Linked DNA regions of Rattus norvegicus: region 1 is linked to region 2. Evidence: chromatin contacts called from public Hi-C data. All regions are on one chromosome and are shown on one strand. Each heading gives the region's core, a stretch centred on a gene start, on an enhancer-like site or on the middle of the called end of the contact. The rest is flanking DNA. Distances are from core to core; before and after follow the strand shown.

Region 1 (6,825 bases), core at 1,674-4,173, 55 kb before region 2:
TTCTTATAACCTATCGAACATTCTACGGGAATAGAAAAAAAGAAAGAAATGGTTGTGTGGAAAAAGCCATCACACCACTGTAAAGTCAAGAAATGGTGCTTGATTTTAGCAACCAGATTGGAGCTTCTTTGTTTTTCAAGACCCAGTTTCTCTGTGTAGTCCTGGCTGTCCTGAAACTTGCTCTGTAGACCAGGCTGGCCTCAAACTCAGAGATCCACCATCCTCTGCCTCCAGAGTGTTGGGATCACACCACCTGGCGAATTGGAGCTCATTTAAAGACTTGTGGCATCATATACTCTGAAGACTCTGAGGCCAAAGAAGCAGGAATGATAATAAAGAGGTGGCTGGTTAGAAAACAATGTATGTAACATTTCTTGTCTTCTTATGCAGAAAAAAAAATCAATATTTGAGTATTCCCAACCAGATTTCAGTGGGAAGCAAGAAGATAAACGCAGTGTGGTTCCGGATTCCCATGTGTGAAATGCACGGGCATTGAGCTGGATCTGTTATTCCATTGGATGCTGAAAACCCAGCTTTAAGGTCTGGGAGTTTGGTTTAACACAGAGCATGTGCTAAGCATTTGCCAACCCCTGAGTTCATCTGGAGCACTGCAGGGATGAGCCTGCCGTCCTCAGGAGGAGACAGTGCTTAGCAGGCCAACAGCAGAAAACCACTTCAGTGTGTGTGTGTGTGTGTGTGTGTGTGTGTGTGTGTGTGTGTGTGTGTGTGCATGTATACACACATTGTTTGGCTCGCTGCCTTTAATTTGAGCCAGAAAGGTTCTTTTCTCAGGCTGGAGAGATAGCATAGTGGTTAAGAACAAGCACATACAGAGGATCCAAGTTCAATTTTTCAGCATTCACACAACAGATCGCAACAGGGCTCCGTAAAGGAACCAGCAGAAATCCAGATTTAACCCTATTCCAGGTTCTCTCTCTCTCTTTTTCTCTCTCTCTCTCTCCAGCCCCCCTCCCACACATACTTTTTAAACATAAAGTTTCCCTGTCAATTCTTCACAGTGCCTGTGCCTATTGTAAGCCAGGAATGGTAGTAACGGCAGTGCCCAACATTGATGACAAAAATAAAGGCTCTCTGACTGGCTGCACTTCCCAGGCCACAGTAAGCAGAGAGCGGCCAAAAGTCAACGAAGGCAGTAGTTTGAAGGTTTACTGCTTGAGGAATGTGGACTAGCCAGGCAGGTTTCTAGAGACAAGGCAGTATTTGTAGAAAGTGAACAGCATTTCATTCCAAAGATATCCCCCAGGCCTCAGGACTGACCCCACGTCTCCTTCTGTAATAAATGTTTTACAATGTGCCTTTACTAAAGTTAAATCAACATACTAACTACAAGCAATTTTTAGTATAAGAATTAAATAAGACTATACAAAATAGGAGCTGGAGAGGTGGTTCTGTGGTTAAGAGCACTGACTGCTCTTCCAGAGGTCCTGAGTTCAATTCCCAGCAACCACATGGTGGCTCACAGCCATCTGGAATAGGATCCAATGCCCTCTTCTGGTATGTATCTGAAGACAGTGTACTCATATAAATAAAAATAAAGAAATCTTTAAAAATATACAAAATAATACATACTCAGAATGTGAATATTCAGACAGTTATATTACAAAACACCCTATGTCAGACTCAAGCAGCCCTGTTGCTTGAGATAGTTATAAGCGCAGACTGAGGTGTTTATATTTCACTATGACTCAAGCAGCAGGCACGGAGCTGCAGTGGTGGCAACTTTCCTATAAGCTGTCAACAAAAAAAAGGCCAAACACTATCTGCATGCACTCACCTCAAGAACCTAGAACCCACAAGCTCACAGAGACTGAAAGTAGATCAGAGGAAACTGGGCTACAGGGGGCATGATGGGAGTTCCTGATCATTGGCTGCACCATCCCTGTCTGGAGTCATGGAAAAGATTTGGAAGTGAACAGTAACGACGGTTGGGTAACATTCTGAATGCAATTAAAGCAAGCCAGCCACTGATCTCGTTCACTTCGAAATGGCTAAATGGATTTGTTGTAATAAAAGCTTCACCTGGCCACGGTGGTGAATGCAATACCAGTTCTTGTGAAAGGACTGAGGCAGGAGGATTACAAATTTCAGGTCAGCATGGGCCCCATAGCAAGAGACTAAGGGAAGGAAGGAAGGAAGGAAGGAAGGAAGGAAGGAAGGAAGGAAGGACCTTGCCAAAAAAAAAAAAAAACAAAACAAAAAAAAAACAAAACAAAACAAAACTCGTTTGGAAATAAAATGGAGCCGGTTCTAACTCTGGACTATACAAAGTAAGAGTCTGTCACAGAAAAAAAAAGGAGGGGTGGGGATGGTGGGAAGAAATGAAGTAAAGGACGGTGGGAGAGAGAGAAAGGAGGGACTTGCAGAATTTTTGTATGTTTATAAGTAGAATAGAGCTGGTCCTAGCTCTGAAAATTAATGCATGGCATTCACCTACATGATTCACCAGCGGGATATCTGATAACTTCCCAGGACAATTCTTTATGGTCCGGGACTATCCTACAGGATGTCCAGTATGGCGGGTCAGCGCCACTAAATGCAAGTAAGGCTCCCTTTATTACAAAAATGCCCAGGTTCAAGAAAACAGCTCCGCCCCTCTTGAGAGTTAGGAGGCAGGAAGTGAAGAGAGAGAGCCTAGGCGGCGCCTGGGTTCTGGCCAAGGGCGTGCCTGAAGCCCTCGGGGAGCATGGGGGCAGAGGGCTCCGTAAAGGAACCAGCAGAAATCCAGATTTCTGGTAAACGGATCTAGCTGAAGGATAGGGAGTTAAAGGGAAAGGAACGGGTGAACTAGCCGGTGAGGTTTAGTCCAGTTTTTATCCTTAACAGTCTCCAGTTCACGCCTGCAAAGCTCATTGCGTTCCCCTGCCAGACGGTGGAGCTAGAGAGCCTCGTACAGATCCCGGTCCTCTGGGTTCAGGTTTGAGGCAGGGCTGACTCAGCCCTCCACGGATGACACAGCAGGATCGCCGACTGTGACCTGCAAGCAACAGCTTCATTTATCGAATAATTAGCTAATTCTTTTTTTTTTTCATTTAACTTTAACGACCTATGACAGGTGGGGCGGTGGCATTGGAAGGTTCAGACAGCTCAAACAGAAATCAGTAAGATAAGTCAGGACCCTGTCACAGACTCCTAGGCAAGAAATTAAAAATCTCTTGCAATCTTCTAAGTGTCCCTAGGCAGCCTGCCCAGTGGGGCTGCGGCAGTCCCTCCCCTCCTCCTCCCTGCGGTTAGCTGGGACTTCTACTGGAGGAGGAACACAGTCACGCAGTGGCTCCGCCCACCTCCTAGCCAATCACTGCACAGCCCTCTCCCTCCTTCCTAGCACCTGATGGATATCGAAGCATTTAAGCCGGCCATCTCAAGGGTTTAAGAGCTTGGGAACAGTGGCTTCCACAGGACGCTCGAAGGTCCTGGTTGCAGCGTTTGTGATTCTAAAGCTGGCACTGTTAGGAAAATGGGATTGGCTGACAGGCCGGTGGATCTGGGTTGTTTACCTCCCGAGGCTCTGTGCTCACATCGCGGACACACACACACACACACACACACACACACACACACACACACACACGCCGGGACCAAAAGCCTCTAGTGTCACCTTTTCTACCTCTTCGGAGGTGGAGGCAAAAGGCCACCTGATGCCAGTGTCTTTTGGTGAACCATTCAACCGTCCCTTCCAGCACTTGCAGGACTCTGCTTTTCGGAGACCTGGCAGCTGCCAGGCGTCTCCGTGCCATGTATTAGATTCTGGGTGGCAGGAGCCAAGTCTATGCAGTCCATGCAACCTGAGCCCTTTCTGTACTGTAATCAATATGATGGTGAGTCCTCTGCACGAATAACCAGGGAAACTGCACCACCACCACCCATCCACCTCCATATACTTTCACAGCATCTCACTGGATCTGGACCACACCTGGCCAGGCAGGTGCCCTTGTTATGCCCATTTTATAGATAAGGAAATAGAAGCCTCGAGTCACCTGCCTGGAATGCAGCAGAACCACTCTGAGCAAATCCCTTCCAAAGGCAACCTCATTTGGTTCACGGTTTAAGAGGAGGTCAAGCACAGTGGGGAAGACACAGCCCCAGGAAGGTGAGACACCTGGTCATGTGTCCACAGTGAATGTGTTCTTTTTGAAGACACCGATTGAATTTCCAGGAGGAGAACTGATTATCAGGCTCAGAGAACTGAAAGACCAAAGGGGAGCATTAAGTAATGGTAAAAGCATATCTGCAGGGGCAGCTTCTAGGGCATAAGGAGGAGTGAGGGCAAGGGATCGAAGAACTTTGGACTGGGGTGGGGAAGAGTAGAAGCTTGGAGAGTTCCAAAGGGCTGAAAACTAGGCCTTGGAAAAGGGGCTTTATAACTGAATTGTGTCCCCCTAAAAAAAGACAAGCAGATGTCTTTTTAAAAGATACATTTATTTTTATTTCGTGTGTATGAGTGTTTTGCCCGTGTGCATGTGGTCCACATGCATGCAGTGCTTGCACAGGCCAGAAGAGGGCGTGAGAACCCTGGAACTGAAATTAGAAAGTTGTGAATCGCCTTATGTGTGCTGGAATCCAAACCCAGGTCCACATGCTGCAACTGACCCTAGAGTTCAGAGCTTCAGCTAGTCTGGCTACTCGGCTTGCTCTGGGAATTCTCTGTCTCTGCCTTCCATGGCTGATGAGGTTATGGGCAATCACTTTATCCACCGAGCCATCTCCTCAGCCCCATAGTTCAGCTACTTTAAGCCACCAAGCTTCTGGTGCCTTTTCATGGCAGTCAAGAGGACAGTGCCCAGCAGTGCTCCTGTGTCTGGGGGATTCACCATGAGTCTAGATCTGGGAGTATAACAGCTACCATCCACTGTCAGGTACATGGAATTTTTTTTTCTATTTGCATGAAACCCGAAAGACAGCACAGAGAACAGATTGTCCTCGACCTAGTTAGGGTTGTCATGGCTGTGATGAAACACCACAACCAAAAGCAATGAAGGGAGGAAAGGATTTATTTGGCTTAAGCTTCCCCAGCACTGCTCATCATTGAAGGAAGTCCGGGCAGGAAATCAAACAGGGCAGGAACCTGGAGGCAGGAACAAATGCAGAGGCCATGAAGGGGTGCTGCTTACTGGCCTGCTCCTCGTGACTTGCTCAGCCTGCTTTTTTATAGCACTCAGGACTACCATTCCAGGAGTGGCACCACCCACAATGGTTCAGGCCCTCCCCTATCAATCACTAATTAAGAAAATGCCTTCCAGTCTTGCGCACAGCCCGGTCGATCTTACAGAAGCATTTTCTCAGTAGGGGTTCCCTCCTAAGATGACTTTAAGTTGACATAAGACAATCCAACTCCTCTCTCTTCCAGCCTCACAACCTCTTGCTCGCCTATTTTGTGCCCCATGTCTGCATATGAGAGGGGTGAGAACAGAGTTCAGGTGGGTGGGGAGCTGAAGGGTAAGGTTAGTAACGGAAAGGGAGTATGCGAACTAGAATGTCGAAAGTAGTATCTTCATCTCTACTTGCCTCCATCGACCCCAGCATCTTCTTTTACATATCTAGGCAGAAGTAGAAGAAAACCGACCTCAACTGTCTTAGCAGTCCTCTGATGATGTTTCTGAAGCTCTTACAGTTGCTGCAGATGTCCTAACTTGTATGAGCACAATCATTACTTTAAATATAGTGTGCGCTACACTGGCTGTGACATCTGGTAATTTAACTGATAACAAAGTAAATATGTGACCAATGTGACTCATGCTGTAACCACCTTTTCTATATGGCTTCCTTTTGTAATTCTGTTACTGTTTGTGCATTTAAAAGTCTCCTTAGGAAAGAGTCAAAAGTTTTGCTAAGGCAACAAAGGAACTCCCTCAAAGAAGTTGTGAAGAGATGGCTCAGAGGTTAAGAGCATGGGTTGCTCTTTCAGAGGTCATGACTTCAATTCCCTGCAGCCACATGGTGGCTCACAACCATCTGTAATGGGATCTGATTCCTTCTTCTGGTGTGTATGAAGACGCTACAGTGTACTTGAATATGATAAATAAATAAATCTTAAAAAAAAAGAAGTTGTGAACTAAACCCTTGTGAGGCAATTAATACAGGGTCTGCTACATAGTTGTTCCTTTTCCCTTCCTATTTTAAGATTTCTTTTTAAAGATATCTTTTTATTTATGTAAATGCGCATGTCTGTGTATGTCATATGTACTGTAGGTGCCTGTGCAGACCAGAAGAGGGCGCTGGGGTTCCAGGTGGTTGTGAGCTACCAATATGGGTGCTGGGAACCAAACTTGAATCTCTACAGGAAGTGATAATAAGTGGTGTCTCTCCAGCCCCAGACTCTAGTCTTTACTTTTTTTTTTTAAGTAGCTATCACCTACACACATCCTCCTACATAGTTTATTAATAAATCATGTTTAAGTGGCTAATAAACCCTAATACAATGTAAGTGCTACATGGGAATAGTTGTAATATTGGATCACTTAGGAAATTATACCAAAGCAAATATCTGTACCTATCGGTTGGTTGGGGATCTCCTGATGTTGTGTGTCTCAGTACAGCCTTGCTTGATTTCTTTTATTTTATTGGTGTATTTTTATTTTTAAGAATTATTTATTCATTTTATGATGTGAGTATGCTGTAGCTATCTTCAGACACACCAGAAGAGGACATCGGATCCCATGACAGATGGTTGTGAGCCACCATATGGTTGCTGGGAATTGAACTCAGGGCTTTAAGAGCTGTCGGTGCTCTTAACCACTGAGCCACCTCTCTAGCCCCCTATTTGTTGTTTTTGGACTGCAATCTTATCTAGAAATTTAGCATACACAT
Region 2 (6,420 bases), core at 1,904-4,403:
TATGCCAGGGTGGATTGGTAAGGGGGGGGGGGGGTCCACCTTCTCAGAGAGAATGGGAAGAGGGCCTATATGAGGGGGACTGCAACAGGGGGAGGAGCTGCAGTCAGGATGTAAAGTAAATAAATAAAGTTTTAAAAAAGCAAATCATAGAGCCTCTATTTACATAGTATGACGTGCAAGATAGCATTCGTAACTTCAAGGTTTTGTTAGTTCCAGATAATCTAACCTCACATTTAACCTATATTTTGCCAGGGGGCAATAGCCAATGCTAATTTAATGTGGTGTCATCTGATCTCTGCGAGCAGTCATGTTCACTTAAACATGAAGTTAACATTTCTGCTTTATTGAAATCTGTATCTAATAAGGATCTAATCCAATTATTGTTGGAATTGGTTACAGAAAATTTCTTCACGGCACATTTACTTCTGTGCTCAGAGGCATTAGGTTTTGCCAAGCCAGTGCACTAGGTTGACAGGTTCCACACAGAACATCTGACTTCCCTGCAAACACTGTGGGGCCTCTGCATCTACAGAGTCTGTGTCCACAGATTGGACCAACCACAGACTAAAAATACTTAGGAAAAAACAGTTTCTTAGTAAATATGTACAGACTTTGTCTTGCCATTGCCTAAACAGTACATGTAATGACCGTCTGCGAGGCATTTACATTGTGTCAGAACTTGTAAGTCATTGAGATAGTTGAAGTACAAGAGAGGCCAGACACCCACCACATCTATCTAGCTGTCTATCCTGACAGCTACTACCTAGAAAATACATGTTCTCATTACCTCTGTTATAAATGAGATTAGCTGGGGCTGGAGAGACTCCTCAGTGGTTGAGAGCACTAGCTGTTCTTCTAGTGGTCCTGGGTTCAATTTCCAGAACTCATGTGGAAGCCTACAGCTATCTATAACTCCATTTCCAAGGAATCCTATACCTTCTTCTAGCTTCAGAGGGCACTGTACACATGTGGTACGCTTACGTATATGCAGGCAAAACATCCATACATAAAAAACATAAATAAATAATTGGGTTATTTGGACATGGTGACACGGGCCTATAATCCTAGTACTTAGGAGGCTGGGGCAGAATTGCTGCAAGTTTGAGACCAGTCTGGGCTAAACAGTAAATTCAAGGCCAGTCTAGTGAAACCTTGTGGCCAGTGTGGTGAAACCTTGTCTCTAAAAACCATAGACAAATGAAGCTGAACATGATAGGATATCCTAGGAACCCAGCATCTGAGAGGTGGGAATGGAAGGTTCAGGAATTCAAAGTCATTCTTGACAACATAATGAATCTGAGATCATTCTGGATCACACAAGACACTGTCTTGAAAACACAGTTGAGACACAGAGCCACAAAGACCACAAAGTGAGTCCTGTGTACAGCCAAGACTCAAATGTAAGAAGTTAGTGGGGTTGGGGATTTATCTCAGTGGTAGAGCGCTTGCCTAGCAAGCGCAAGGCCCTGGGTTCAGTCCCCAGCTCCGAAAAAAAAAAAAAAAAAAAGAAGTTAGCATCCAGATGCTGGTCCCAGCCTCAGCCATTGTGAGATTGTCTACTGGTTCACACACTGTCACATACTGTAGCACATGGTGTGTGCTACAATTTGGCGTTTTCCAGTCATTCAAATAGGGGAAATGCAGTAAGGAAGTGACTAAGTCGTCACTTACCTTAAGTGTGAGAAACTTCTTGTTTAAAACGGTAGTTAGCCTGACAAGAACTCATGTTTCCTGAGCCTTTCTCTTCCTCTTAGTGCTGGATAGCATCAAACTGTGAAGTTGAGCTCTCACCAGTGGAATAAGATGTAGTCATTACTGACATCTGAGACAAAAGATGGATGCCATCTTGGTTACGTGTGCTTACAGGGTGTTCTAAGACCCAATTTAGTCTAACAAACACACATAGATGTGTTTCTTTGTGTGACACCGAGATTATTCTTAGTTTCTAACATAAGGTACAATGAGAATGACCTGTACAGTCAGAAAAAGTGGCTAGGTTCTCATTCTGGTACAGTGAACCTCCAGCGTTTTCAAGGAATGGATACACAAGACCCCTGAAGACACCTAAGTTCTGAGGTGTCAAGTTTCTCTATAAAATGGCATAATGTTTGTGGTGACCTACACAGTCTTCCTATAGTCTTAGAAATCTCTGGATTAGGATATGTCTAAAGTGACATAAATGCAATGCAAGTGAAGGTCGCACTACAATGTGAAAAGACTATGATAAGCCAGATGTGTCAGCACACGCTTATAACCCATGCAGAGAGATGGAGGCAGGATCATGAGTTCAAGACCAGCCTGGGCTACATAATGAGACCCCCACCAGAGAGGTAGGGGAGGAAATGAAGAAGAGGAGGAAAGAAAGGAAGGAGTGAAGGGAGACAGGAGGAGAAAGTCTATTCCTAATTAGTACGAACATTTCCTTTTTGTTTGTTTGTTTGTTTGTTTGTTTGTTTGTTTATATTTGAGATTGGGTCTCACTATGTAGCCCTGGCTGGTCTGGAATTTAGACATGGAGACCAAGCTGGCTTTAAACTCACAGAAACCTGCCTTCTTCTCCCTCCCAAGTTGTGGTGATTTGAGCAGGAAAGCCCCCACAGATTCATGTGTTTAAATGCTTGGCCCATGGGGAGTGGCACTATTGGATGTGGCCTTGTTGGGAAAAGTGTGTGACGGTGGAGACTGGCTTTGAGGTCTTACAAGCTCAAGTTTGGTCAGTGTATCTCACTGCCTTCAGATCGAAGTGTTTATTTCTCAGCTCCATCTCCAGCCTCACATCTGCTTACATGTCACCATGCTTCCCGATATAATGATGATGGACCAGACCTCTGAACTGTCAGCCAGCCCCAATTAAATGTTTTCCTTTATAAGAGTTGTCGTGATCATGGTGTCTCTTCACAGCAACAAAACCCAAACTAAACCATAAGTCGTAGGATTAAAGGCATGTACCAGGATTCTCAATGAAGGACAGAGAAGATGGTTCTAAAACAGCACCTGGGGCCTAGAAGATGCTCAACAAAAGCTTGCTGCTGTTACTTGACACAGAATCAGATGTTGGTGGTTCTGATGGTTCCATTAAAAACTGGCACCTCCCCTAAGCAATCCCATGGTGCAATCCCATGCTGGATGAAATGAGCCACTCTCCAGAGTCTAATTGTGCTTCGGGCAGTGTTCTGTCACTGAATGTGTGAAAAGGAAACTCGTGGTACATTGGTTTCCACCAGTCAGACCTCAGCTTCCTCCTGCCAGGGAGGAATTCTGCCCTGTCCGTACACAGTGGCTGGTACAATGTCAACCAATAATTTCCAATAACTTCTGAAAAAGATGTAGACCTTGGTGCACTCCTGTGACCACAGCTCTTCACAAATGGAGGCAGGAGGATGGGAGTTTGAGGGCAGCCTGGACTACAGATAGTTTGCTTGGGGTGGGGGTGGGGAGTGAATGAGGAAGGAAGGGAGGGGAGGAGGCAGAGAGGAAAGGACACTGGAAGGGATGGAGGCAGGCAGACATGGAGGCATGCAGGGAGGGAGGGATGGGCAAGAGAACTTTCCTGCCCTGCCTTTCAGGGAGACATATTTTGAAATAGCAGCAGCACAGCAGTGATCTTAGCCAGTGCTCCAGCAGCTGCGATGAAGAGACTCTTAGGGTGCTGGCTCCAAGTCTTGGAGCCCAGCCAAGGCTCTTCCCAGCTGCACACTTAGAACCTGGTGTTGGGTCTGGGTTGAGAATCGCCCTGTGGGGGGAACACTTAGACTGTGAAAACCTTCCTGACACCTCCTATTAAACCTTTCCCTGCACCCCTAGAGCAATGAGGTTCTTGTGTGCTTAGTAAACTGAAACTTGCATGTGGTCAGCTGGATGGCAGGCTGTGAACCTAGAGGGATCTGAAAACCCAAGGATGACCTGTCCTGGGGGTGGCAGGAGTGGGTGGGAGCCAGCCCTTGTACCAGCTACACAGCCCAGCCTGGCCCAGACCTCAATCTGACCACACCTTCAGCATCCCCAGAAAGGCCTCTGGGAGCAGCCTTAGAGACGGTCTGGTTACCACCTATTGTTTCTAATCTCCTAAACGCCACCAAGGATAAAAATGCCAGAAGGCCAAACAATGGAACAGACTTTTCTGCTTAATGTTTTTAATGAGAGAGTGGTCATGTGACCTTGCAGCTCAGTGCCAGTTACATTTCTATTTACTTGGAGACTGGGTACAATTAGGACATTTATCTCACTTAGTCCCTGGTCACTCCTGCCCCCAAATGCCCCCCCGCCCTCTTCCCAAAAGAGATGAGAAAACGTTTTCATTATGAAGCCATATCGGTCGCTGAAAAGAGCTATTTTTAAAAAGTGATGTCATAGGCTAAATTGCTACATTGTTCTGCTTTCAGAAGACGCTCAATGGAGCCTTTGGTAGTCACTAGCTGCTTTTGTCAGATGAACACAAGTAACTGGCTTCTCCTGCTCGAACCCCGGATCCCAGACCCACTTCAGAGCCGTCGCGGGACCGCTGGGGAAATTTCTATGTGTATATTTTGCACAGCCTTTAAATGATATCGTTTTTTACATTCTGTGTGTGCATTTGACCATTGCAGTCATCCTGTAAAAGGATCCAAGGCTGTCTTTTCAACTCTAACTCAGAAAAAAAAAAAGATTCCCATCACATAAGTACTTACTACACACACAGTGCCTCAACTTCCACTAGTTGAATCTATGGTTTTTCAGCTTTTTGTTGGTGCAATAACAGCACCAGTCAGCAGCAGTCAGGAAACAGTACAGCAAGCCTCACTACCGGAATCCATGGCGGAAGAAGAGAACCAACTCCTGAAGGTTGTCCACTGTCCACCAGGCATGCTCTATGCATGCTGGCACTTGTGCATGTCCCTCAAGTGTGTGTGAGCATGCGTGCGCGCGCGCACACACACACACACACACACACACACACACACACACACACGCACACATGCACATACACATGTGCACACTAATTTCATAAAATCACAAATGAGGAATACATTTCTAAATATTTTTCCTTTTTAATTTTTTTATGATTTCATTTTATGTGAATGGGTATCTTGTCCAAATGTATGTCTATGTACCATGTCTAAGTCTGCAGAGGCCAAAAGAGAGCTTTAGATCCCCTGGAACTATAGCTCCAGTCAGTTGTGAGCCACCATGTACATGCTTGGAACTGAAAACTGAGTTCTCAGAACCTGGGTCCTCTGCAAGATGAACCAATGGGTAAGGGGTTGGTTGACAGGCCTGACAACCAGAAACCACACAGTAGAAAGAGGGAATTGACTCCCAGAGTTGTCCTCAGACCTCCATACATGCAGATTGTGGCAGGCACACACAATATACATCCACACAAAAATACATGAATATAAAAAAGAAAAGAAAGAAGAAAGAAAAAAATCAAGCCAGGTATGGAGTTGCTCTCCTTTAATTTCAGCACACGGGTAGTTGGTCCCTGGGTGCTAGGCCAGTTGCTCTACAGAGTGTGTTCCGGGATAGCTGTGGCTACACAGAGAAACCCTGTCTTGAAAAAAGAAAGAAAGAAAGAAAGAAAGAAAGAAAGAAAGAAAGAAAGAAAGAAAGAAAGAAAGAAGGGAGGGAGGGAGGGGAGGAGGGAGGGGGAGGAAGGGAGGGAGAGGGGAGGGAAGGAAGGAAGAAAGAAAGAAAGAACAAGGAAGGAGCCCAAAAGGAAGCAAACGGGGGGACGGGACTCATTCTCTTTCCACTGCAGACTCAGGTGATGAGGCTTACATGACAGTTTACCTGCTGAGCCATCTCAGAGATCCTCTGCAGCGCTCATCTCTTTCCTGTGGCTTCGGCCTCAGATACTGACCTCTCCCCATCTTAAAGAAAAAGTCTACCCACACCTTCCTCAGGTTAGCATGCTTTAAAGGCCTGGAGAGTAACAGAGAGGCCTGTGTTCACCATCCCATCCCCCACTTCCTCTCATGTCTGGGCCCACTCAGCGCTCCACTCAAAGGACTTCTGCCGACGCCATAATTCTGAAGCCAGGTCCTTCTCCCTTCCTCATCTTTACCACCTGTGCAGCATGGACCCACAAGGTTGCTTACCCCCTAAGAGGCTGCCTCTCTAAATCTAACCCTCTTTTATTCTGCAGCCCCACTGTCTCGGACTCCTTCTCCATTCAGTGAATTTTAGGGATCCTCAGAGTTTCCACCAGGGCCCTCTTTTCCTCTTCCTTTGCACAGCTCATTCACTCCAAGGCTTTAAATAGCACAGGGAAGCTGAACAATTACAAGCCTACATTCCCAGCCCACATGTATTTCCCAAGCTTCCGTCTTAAAACCCCCACCAACCCCAGAGATCTGCAGCCTTGGCTGTCCCACGGCTGCTGGACACTCTGCATGTAAGCAACAGAACAACAGTGTTTGGATCTCTTAGCTAGACATGATG

Evidence for each region. Hi-C and Micro-C count contacts between places; a contact is called where the count stands out from the background.
Region 1: a Hi-C map of Schwann cells shows a contact between it and region 2, with 2.3 times the contacts expected there. The contact joins two enhancer-like sites. A contact is called at or near these places in 2 of 12 Hi-C or Micro-C datasets (Schwann cells and frontal cortex) and 1 of 1 datasets of contacts at active chromatin or transcription factors (oligodendrocytes).

The regions. Positions count from the first base shown.
Region 1 is chr15:45,557,534-45,564,358 of GRCr8, reverse strand. No RefSeq gene overlaps it. Among named protein-coding and RNA genes, the nearest start is that of Ebf2, 50 kb to the left of the region's middle. Within about 2 kb of position 2,923, at least 91 of the 93 cell types and tissues checked have an H3K27ac peak or open chromatin away from gene starts, as enhancers often do. A contact at or near this core is called in Schwann cells, where this site is marked.
Region 2 is chr15:45,503,239-45,509,658 of GRCr8, reverse strand. No RefSeq gene overlaps it. Among named protein-coding and RNA genes, the nearest start is that of Ppp2r2a, 67 kb to the right of the region's middle. Within about 2 kb of position 3,153, at least 53 of the 93 cell types and tissues checked have an H3K27ac peak or open chromatin away from gene starts, as enhancers often do. A contact at or near this core is called in Schwann cells, where this site is marked.